Regions from separate parts of the Macaca mulatta genome. Here region 2 is linked to region 1. Evidence: chromatin contacts called from public Hi-C data. All regions are on one chromosome and are shown on one strand. The core of a region is the stretch at or near the end of the contact, and the rest is flanking DNA. Distances in the headings are between cores, read along the strand shown. Region 1 has its middle 100 kb from the start of RND3. Region 2 overlaps RND3 (Rho family GTPase 3).

The links. Hi-C and Micro-C count contacts between places; a contact is called where the count stands out from the background.
Region 2: a Hi-C map of fibroblasts shows a contact between it and region 1, with 2.0 times the contacts expected there. The contact joins two enhancer-like sites. A contact is called at or near these places in 2 of 14 Hi-C or Micro-C datasets (fetal cortex germinal zone and fibroblasts).

What each region holds. Positions count from the first base shown.
Region 1 is chr12:55,358,830-55,364,028 of T2T-MMU8v2.0, forward strand. No RefSeq gene overlaps it. Among named protein-coding and RNA genes, the nearest start is that of RND3, 100 kb to the right of the region's middle. Within about 2 kb of position 3,167, at least 1 of the 40 cell types and tissues checked has an H3K27ac peak or open chromatin away from gene starts, as enhancers often do.
Region 2 is chr12:55,439,697-55,444,895 of T2T-MMU8v2.0, forward strand. RND3 (Rho family GTPase 3) reads right to left here. Exons shown (of 5, transcript NM_001261682.1): 5 at 4,354-5,199. Among named protein-coding and RNA genes, the nearest start is that of RND3, 21 kb to the right of the region's middle. Within about 2 kb of position 2,920, at least 1 of the 40 cell types and tissues checked has an H3K27ac peak or open chromatin away from gene starts, as enhancers often do.

The sequences.
Region 1 (5,199 bases), core at 1,917-4,416:
TGAGGATGTGATTTTAATGTTTATAATTTGTTGTAATCTAACTCAGCTCTGGGTGAAGACTTTGTATGAGTTCCTTGGTTATAAAGAGCCCTTGTATGATGGCTTTTTCAGATACTGATTGTAGTAGTGGCAATATGTTAATGGTGTGAGTAGGTTCACTGTCTCCTATAACTTTGGAATGACAAAAGTCTCTTGAAGCTTATTTTGGTTCCCAGTAGTGTGTATTTATTTATTTATTTATTTTTCCCCCACTATTTTAATCACTGGATTGAACAGTCCAGCCTTCAGGCCAGTGAGAAGTATCTACAGGTAAAAATCAGCTGTGGCTAAAGCACGTGGGTAAATGTAATGTCCAATGGAGGGCAGAGGTCACAGCATTGACAGAGGTAGTTGGAGGAGCTCTCAGTGAAAAACACTGAGGTCTTTTCAGGGTGAAGAGAGGGAGTCACCTGAGTTCCGCTGCCAGGCCAGTAGGAAAGCAATCCACCTCTCAGTCACACTCCTGACCCAGGGTTCCAGCTATTCAGATCAGACAGACACCTCTTTTCATCTGAAGGAATGCTGATGTTCCACATAGAAAAGGTTTGTCATTCTGCCTCTCATGCAAGCCTGTACCAGGAAAGCATTCCTTTTGTGGGGATGCAGTCACTCTGAAATGTTCTAGAAAGGCTGTCTACAGATGGACCTAAGTCAAGCTCCCATGAGAGAAGCCCCCACCTGTGTCTTCAGTGTTGGGTGAGAGGGAGAAGTCCCCTTCTTTGTGACACTTTATGAGCACCAAGGCTCCTGACTGTTGGGGTAGAGCTGCCAGTTTTTCCTACTGAGCCCAGCACTGCACCTGTGCTTTTGCTGAAAGAAACTTCCCACAAGCTGAAAGTTCTGGGACTCAGGGCCTGTGGTCTGGATTTTCTTTGTCCCCTTGGGTGCACTTCCCTTTCCCCTAGAAGTAGTAGTCCCTGAGGCCCAAATTACTATGAATGCTTCTCTTTTTCTGGGTCTAGCCTCCTAGGGGGCTGCCACACTCCAAGCTGGAGATGGGGAATGTCTTCAACGGCTCCAGTGATGTGACCTGTCCTCACGTCTCCCAGCAGCGGGTACCAGAACCAGTTCCGATGGCATGGCAGGGGAGTGACTTAGACTCTTTGAGATTCTTTGGTTATAAGCAGCCTTAGTGTATTGGCTTTCTCATGTGCAGGTTGTAGTAGTAATGAATTGGTCACATGGAGAGACTAAGGACCTCCTGGTTAGCCAGGGTGATGTAGGCAATGATGATAGCTGAGGTTATTTACAAGTCTTCTCCTTCCTGGGGGCCATGTTATTCTCCCTGAAGATGTTGTAATGGACTGTGTCAGTTGGCCTCCAGCCAAGAGGTGGCACTTGTAAAACACCACCAGGTATTCTGGTAGCAGTGGGATTTGTGCTTGCCTTATGCTACTCAGGGGAAGTACTCTGGTTTCTCAGGCAACAAGCAGAGCTACTGAGCTCCCAGAGGTTTCTGTCCTTTGTGTTAAGCTACCAGGGCAGGTGGAGGGGCAAAGCCAGGTGGGGGCTGCATCAGGGAAGTCCGCACTCTGCCTCTCCACATGCAGGTGCAAGCAGTGGTCCCAGTGAGCCGTTCTCTGGCTGCTGGAGTAATGCTCCAGGAAGTCCACAGAGGGAATGGGGAGTAACAAATGACAGTAAGCCCCACCCAGCTCCCACGCACTTGGCGAGTTAGATCTCAAACCTACAGTGAGTGCTCCACTAACAGTGGCTAGCTAAGTGCCAGGCAGTCTGAGTTCAGAACTAAAAACTTTCCCAGGCCGTAAACTTTCCCTATGAGACAGAAACCACAGCTTTCAGGCCATGCCTCTATCAGTCTGTCTGTGACGTAGGGGCATCCAGTTCCTGTGCTCATGGCTACAACACACTTCCCACTCACCCCCTGGTTCTGGCCAAAGGGGTCTGTCCCAACTTGAAATTACATCATGAATCTCAGGAGCTTCCCCCCACCTATGACCACCAACTGAGTTCACCAGCAGATTTCTGCGAGGTTCCCTGGGAGGAAGAATCAAGAATTGTTTCCCTTTATCTGTTGGAGTCTGGAAGTGCTTGTAAAGGAGTGATGCCGCTTTTTCTCATATACTCCTCACCACTCACTAAATCAACTCCAGCACTGAGACAAGGCCTTCCCCTGTGGCCTGGACTGCCAGCTTCCCAGTGGGAATGTACATCCTGGAGGCAATTTCTCCCCCTCTCACACTCTAGGGACTTACGGTTTTCCTCCCGGCTCAAGGCATAGGCTCAGCCTGCCACTTCTTTCAAAGGTTCTGTTATTTTTATTTTTCAGTTTTCCTGTTAATTGTCTGTGTTGCTGCTTGGAAACAAGTTCACAGCATGAGTCTCTACAAACTATTTTGTCTTTCCAAGTGGGAGAGGCATGCTAACAATTCCTCCAATCCACCATCTTGGGAAAAGAAAAAAAAAAAAAAGGCCCTAATAATTTTTAAAAGTGTGAATGCATCCTGAAGCCAGAAAGGGTTTGAGAACTGTCAGTTGAAAGCAACTGATGTGGACTGAAAGTTTAAATCCCTCTAAAATTTATTTGTTGAACTCCTAACCCCCAAGGTAATGGTATCAGGAGGTAGGGTCTTCGGGATGTGTTAGGTCATGAGCGAAGAGCCTTCATGAATGGGATTGGTGTCCTTATAAAAGAGGCCTGAGGGAGCCTGACACTTCTTCACCGTGTAAGGACACAGTCCTCTATAAGCCAGAAAACAGGTCCTCACCAGACACTGAAGCTGCCTTAATGTTGGGCTTTCTAGCCTCCAGGAGTGTGAAAAATAAATTTCTGTCATTTGTAAGTTACCTAGTTTATGATATTTTGTTATAGCAACCTGAATGCACTAAGATAGCAATGATTTATAAACTTGTTTGTAACATCAGAAACCTGTGCTCAAAGGAAACTTTGAAGACTGATTTATGAAAAGATAAAAATCTGAGTTGCTATGGTGAAACAGAAAAATAGGACCCAAAGCCTCCCAGTTTTGCCTCTTCCCTATTCCCTTTCACTTCCTCATGAGTCCCTCCCTGGAATCCCAGTTAGAAAATCTCTATGCAAAAGCATCAGTGAGCTGATGAAGCAGGCAGCAGGAATGCAGCATCCCAGGCCAAGTGGGAGTGGAGAATGATGTCAGGCACAACTGCTAAGACGAGTGATGGGAGAGCCTCAAATCAGATTTTAGACAGGATGACCTCCCCTGTCTCCTTTTCCATTGATCCACTGGAGCTTTCTTACTGAAAAATACTTGACTACTGATCTCTTAACTATGTGTGGAATCACCAGTGAGCACACTCCAAAGTGATTAATTTGGTATGAATGAAAGGTGGTGTCTGCATAGGATGGAGACAGAGAAATTCCTGGCACATTCTTTTCTCTGAATTAGCAGTGTCGGGGTTGAGCAATTGAGGAATAATTTCCACCCAACTGTGGGACCAAATGCTATTTTGAATGACCAGGGAATAGAATGAAATATAAGAATACACAGGAGGGTGAAATAATAGCAGCAAATCTAGAACTGAGCAGAGTATTTTCAGGTGGTTCTGAGTTATGGACAGACAGTAGAATGTAGAGGGAGTATAATACAACCAGATAATGGAATTCCGAGACTCTATCTTTAGCGCTGGCCTCTGTGCTGACACCCGGATCAAGACTAGTTTCTGGGCTTTTACTTAGCTTTCTAAAAAATATCTCAAATTTAATTTGACCTGGACTTGCTAATGCATTCCTTCTGGTTCTGTGTCCTATTAATTAAGGCATTATCATTCACTCTGTCAATAAATCTAGATCTTTTGAAGTGTCCCGTGATAAAGGTTTGGGGTGAACAATGGCCACTGGGAGGCTGTTCAATATCCAAACCTCCTTTTCCAGTTGGGAGAAGCTACCAGACTTAATGACACACAATCTTCTCCTTTCCTAAGAAAGAGACATACTCTCCCTGCACCCTCAGGCTTGGCACTCAGTGGGCTTAACATCATTGGAACAGAGTGTTAGGGGCATCAGGTTCAGAGGGAGTCACGCTGAGTAGCAGCAGCTACACCAGTGCATTTGAGCCACATCTTTCCTTCCAACGATGGTGAATATCCTCCCTACTCTTGGCTGTCCAGAGCCTTGTTTGCCTTTGCCTTATTTGTTTTACATTTTTAAAATCTGGTCCTCAACTATCACATTGGTTATCCAAACCAGTCTTAATAAAAATTTTCCCAATAAAGTCCTTTCTACTCTCATAGACAGAGACACTTGTTCTTGCTTGCAGTACAAATTCTTGAACTAGACACCATTTTCTTTCTATTTTATTTAAAAAATGTCTCCCCTACATACCTAAATACTACTCTTAAGTTCAGGCCCTTATCATTTGGACAGGAACAATTGTGCCTCCCTCACACCAGTCCTTCCCCATTCCAATCCAACCTCTCCACTCACATTTTATTTTTCCGAAGATTTTACCACAGTCTTCTTTCTTTTATTCAATAACAAAAGCAACCAAATCTTCCTGGCATCCTTATGCTTGCAGAATAGTGTTTGACTACATATCATTCAAGGCCTTTCAATCTACTTTCCAATATCCAGCATACAGCTCCTGTGAGCAGAAGACAATTCAAAATTATCTTTGTAGCCCCAACACCTGGCAAAACACCTGGTGTAAAGTAAAGCCCAATAAATGAATGAATGCATACATGCATGACTTATTTGTTACTCAGAAATCCAGTACACTAGATACAATTAAGTGTATGTGATTTCCTAAAGTCTCTACAGAAACATTCATGTCTTTCTAAATACAGTCAGGCACTGTCTAACGATGTCTGGGTCCATGGTGGACCACATAGATGACAGTGGTACCCTAAGATTATAATACTATATCCTTACTGTACCTTTTCTTTGTTTAGATATGTTTAGATACACAACGGCATTACAATTGCCTACAGAATTCAGTATAGTAATGTGCTGTGCAGGTTTGTAGCCTAGCAGTAATAAGCCACCCCGTGTAACCTAGGTGTGCAGTAGGCTACACCATCTAGGTTTGTGTGAGTACACTCTACGATGTTCAAATAATGACAAAATCATCTAAGGATGAATTTCTCAGAATCTATCCCCATCATTAAGTGATGCATGACAGCATATGAAAAAGTATGCATAATGTCTATTTTGAGGGTTCTCTG
Region 2 (5,199 bases), core at 1,670-4,169, 81 kb after region 1:
TCTTCACAGAATAAGTTTGAAGAAAGATGAACAAATGATTAGAAATGATCACTTGGCTCAGTTGGAAAATGAGGGGATGCCAACGGAGTAGGCACTAGATAAGCAAAAGCAATGAAACAAATTTCTTTTCCAGCTGTGTACAATGGCACTTCAAGAAAACACCATGCAGTCCTGAACACAGGTTGCATGTAGCACCTCTCTCAGCTCTGGTGACAGTTAAATCACCCTGATGACCATCAGTTGAATGAAAACCACTGCATTGTTTCAACTGAGTCAAGTTTTCCATGTGCTTCCCTGTTCTCTGGGAATGTGTCAGTCCTCTGCAAGGGAAAGTAACTCTTAGCTACTGTATTAGTTCGTTTTCACACTGCTATAAAGAACTTCCCTGAGATTCAGTAATTTACAAAAGAAAGAGGTTTAATTGACTCACAGTTCCCTCTGGCTGGGGAGGCCTCAGAAAACATACAACCATGGCAGAAGCACCTTCTTCACAAGACGGCAGGAAAGAGACGAGCCGGGGAAACCACCACTTATAAAACCATCAGATCTTGTGAGAACTCGCTCAGTATCACAAGAACATCATGGGAGAAATCACCCCCATGATTCAGTCACCTACCTCCCTCCACACGTGGGGATTACAGGTCCCTCCCTTGACATGTGCAGATTACAAATTGAGATGAGATTTGGTTGGGGACACAGAGACAAACCACATCAGCTGCTCTTCAACACTTTAAACAGCAATTTGATGGTACATTTTGTGGAAACTAAGTGTAATGAAGAACCTCCCCTACCCCCTACAACTGGTTTCTTCAAAATAAGGAATCTGCAATCAAGAGACTATGGCTAATGTAGCTGCTCATCTTTCATCAGTATTTACACTATCAATTTTACATCTGGCCCACCAAAAATAAGACACAACTCAGTAGCTGCTCTGCAACCACAATGCCAAATCTCTTTCTCTTCTGCAGCTGACCGCTTTTAATGCGGGCATCTACAGCATCCATTTCAGGCTGAAGATTCTTAAACTATTGCTGTGGAACCTCTTACTTCTAGCACAATTCAAGAATCCCTGGATTGTGACAGGTCATGTGTGTCAACCATCGTTGGTCCTTTCATTGTTTTCTCACAATGATCTCAACACCCAAGAAGTAGAGCAAACACAGAGGTGAAGGCAGAGGGGAAAAGAGGAGATGGCGGAGTCACAGGATTCAGGAAAAGGTCAGAATCAAAGAAGGACGAGGAAGGTGCAGGGGAGACCAGGGGATGTGGCTACATGGGGGCTCAGACCTTAGCTGTATGGCCATAGAGTTTAGCTCTCATGTGCCTGGGGCACCATGCTACACATGTGAAGTATTTGTGACAAGATGGTGTTGTGGTAGAGAGCTTGAAATTGCACAGCAGACTGCCTTGCTTGAGTTCCAATCTTTGTTCTTCCACATGACCTTGGAGAAAATATCTGTCTTCTCATCTGCAAAATCGGGAACTTAATATTTAACTTGCTGCATATGTTTGTAGTGGGAAATATGTGAGTTATGTGAACCACTTAATGCAGCCCCTGGTGCATAATTTGTGCAATTTCAGTGTTAGCTCTTACTTTGATGGCAGGATTGACCATATACTGACCCAATTTCCATTTCTTATCATGGAATGTCTTTTTAAAAATTTAGTTGTTTTGTAGAGGCCCACTGTCAGTAGGTCAGTGTTCCTGGAGGAAAATCACTATTGATCCCTTAAAAAAAAAAAAAAAAAAAAAGTCCAAAAGTAAAGTCCTGAAGAGTGAATTGGCTTTGCCATTTCCACACATTTTCATTCTGGGGTTCACCAGAATAAAAATTTCCCTGTGTTCCCTGTGTTGCCAGTGGGGCAGAGACAAAGAGCCTTAGAATTTATTGCTAGCAAACACTTTTTAAGAGATCTTTTGGACTGCCAAAAATATGTATTTTCAACATTAGATAAATAACGGGTTCTCCATGTTTAACCAAAATGCTTACTTTGTCTTTTTATCATCTCCTAAGAGTTAATTTTATTTTTATAATTGAATTTTATATCACTTATTTCAAACATTAGTTTAATTTCTTTTTTAATATGCTCAGCAATTGAAGATATCACAGCAGAAAGAGAGTACAAATCTATAGTAATTCCAGCATATTTTAAAACAAAGAGATGACTGTTTAAGAGCTGTTCATGCTCAACTGTGGAGGAAAATTTTCTCCTACTGGACTTCTAACCAGCCACAAAAACTTATGCTCATTGTGCAAACACTGTCATTCACATTGCCTTGCTACAATCACTATAAATGGGCCACAGGCATTAGGATGCACTAGAAAATTCCTGTTGCAATGATAGCATTACATATGTGGTGTAACATATGTGGCTATTGCATTAACGTGCCTGGCTATGTATTGGAATATTTAGTGCCTACCCATTTTCTATGATTCAGTTAATGTCAATGGAAATGACAACCAGATCTGGTGTACTATAGTTTGGTGGTGGTGACTGTCTCCCACTACTACATTATAAATTCCCCATGTCAGAGATCGAATTTAATTCATGATAATGTGCCAAACTTAGAAAAGTGTCAGGCATGTAGTAAGCACTCAATAAATATTTGGTGAATAGAAAAATGATAAAAATAAAAACTTTGAGATTAGCAGAATGCTGGTGTCAAAATAACGCAGCAGAAAAAAGATAAGCAGCTTTAAGAGTTTCAGGAGGGTTAGAAGATGAGGTCATTTAAAAAAATTCTTTCTAATAAAAATAACTCCCCGAGTTATTTCTAAGTCTGCACCTAAGACAGACTCCCTGCAAGACTAGATTCTAAGAAACTGTTCCCGTAAAAGATTAAAATGAGACACAGTGTAAAGTCTTACTCAGAGTTTGAAAACCACCTTTTAGTATTTAAAAAGGCATTAACCAAGATCATTAATCAATAGAAAGGAATGTTCACAGAATGCTTAGGAGAAATGTTTGCTAAGGCAAGAAGTCAGAGAAAAGGAAGGCATCCACGCCCAAGGCTGAAGACAAACGTTTCTCTTTCGCTTCAACAAATTAAAGCTGCTAGGAAAGAACAATTGACCAGAGGGGAACATTACTGTACAGCATATAAAATACTGCCAAGGTCAGCAAAACCTCAGCTTTTTACTTTTTTATTTTTCTATGCCAGTGATTGTTGAGAAATGAGTTTCTTGCAAGGCTGACTTAGACATTATGCTCAGAAGTTACTCAACACCAAGGATTTGGAAAGTACTTTTATTTCCTTTACTGTTTGATGACAACAAGAATGAGTTACAGACATTCTCAGTAAATCTCTGTGCTTAAAATTGTTTATAAGGCCATTTCATAATGTCAGTGTGCTTTAATTGGTTCACTCATGTTGGATTCTCTGCTTCCCTCTTTGCTTCTGAGAATTATTTCCAAGCAAATAACTGTACCTCCAAGATTCCCAAAGCCACTCAGAAAAAAAGAAGCCACAAGGATGCATTTTTTTAATATGATGTGGCTTAGCTGTGTAGAAAGAAGCACTGTTTTAAAAATCCCACATAGAGTATCTTTGGACACTTATGTAAAACTTATATGTAAGTATTTTAGCTGAAGACCGAGAATCAACTGGATTTATGGGGAGAGAGTCCTCTATTTTACGGTAAGTTCTATGCTTACTGTACATCTCCCAGGTCATTGGGAAACTTGTATTATGTTGTACTGTGTTATTTAAAGATGCTACTACCATATGCAAGACAATTTCTGTTTTGCTTTTTTTAATCCTTCCAATTGTTGCAAAAGCTGTGTGCTGGGTCATCCCCACAACCGCTGTGAACAAGGACATGGACATGCCTTGCGAGGTGGCATGAGTTAAAGACCAAGGCTCAGAACCCCACAGGGCAGAGAGGCAAACTAGGCTCGTATTAGCATTAAACCTGTGACTTGAGACTGCATCATATTGCTTCATTCTTAAATACTTGAAGACTTCCATATTTTCTACAAGTTAATCTTAGGCAGTATCAGGGCTCTTTTTCGTATATGATCAAATCACTTAATCTAATTATGCCCCATTTTTTTTTCTTGTGATTTGAAAGCATCATGAAAACCTTTTATATATGCAGGTTTATCTGTTACTACTATGAAGAATTAAAAAATTCCAAAGCCTTCTCATTTAGAAAATGTTAGGCATTTTGATTCTGTAATCACCTATGTTAAAGAACAAAGCTAAACAGCGAAATCAGGAAGCAGGTAATAGAAGACAGATCACATTTAGACAAAGACATGGTTACTTTTTTATTTGAAGAAAAAAAAAGTATGTTTTAATAAATACTGCAGAAACATTGACCAAACAAACAAAGTGACTTCAACAGTTTAAAAAATGCAACAAAAGTTCTGCTTTATAACAGTTATAACTTATTTTCTTTTTACAATATTTAAATACAGAAAGCACTCGCCAGCTATTTTGTAATACTGCCCAAAGCATAATGCTGCATCAATCAAAGCGTATTATGTTGGTAGAATGTCTGTATTTTATGGGAAATGACTGGAATCGTATTTTCTTGCAGAGACAAAACAAAGTGCTTGTAAGACATAGAACTGAGTGTTGTAATTACCTTAATCTCTCCTGCCACAATTTAAGGGGAGCACAGCTTCAACACTTCAAAAACGAAGCATTATCATGGGAAAGAAAGCTCGTTTTCAACAAGCGCCAACAATAAACAGGTCAGATCTGGTTTCTTCTCTGAAATAATCTCTAAAATGAACTGGTCAAAAATATCTGTAAACTATTTTAAATGCTTTTATTTTACGTAACAACAGCGACCAAGTGCTGAACATGGACCTTGGCTGCGTCTGCTCAGTGAGGTTTTAGCAATCACGCTCTAGAAATGCCCTGGTGTTGTGTCAGGACTGAAACTCTATTATATAATCTTCCACTAGGGATTCTCTAAAGCTTGGGTAAGTGAATTCTTCTCTCATCAATGTTCATTTAATGAAAGTGAAATAAACCAACAGATCATCAGATGCTGCCAGTTTTGGAGCTCCAACCCAAAATAATAGTCCTTTTGCTTTGTATTTTTGGTAACTTAATTCCAGACAGCTTTACTCACAAACTGTGCTTTCCGCTACTATTCTTTCCTTCACTCATTACCTCTTCTGGTGAAAACAGTAACTACCTTTTTTCTCTCCTTGGATCATTCTATGACGTCAAACCAAGACACC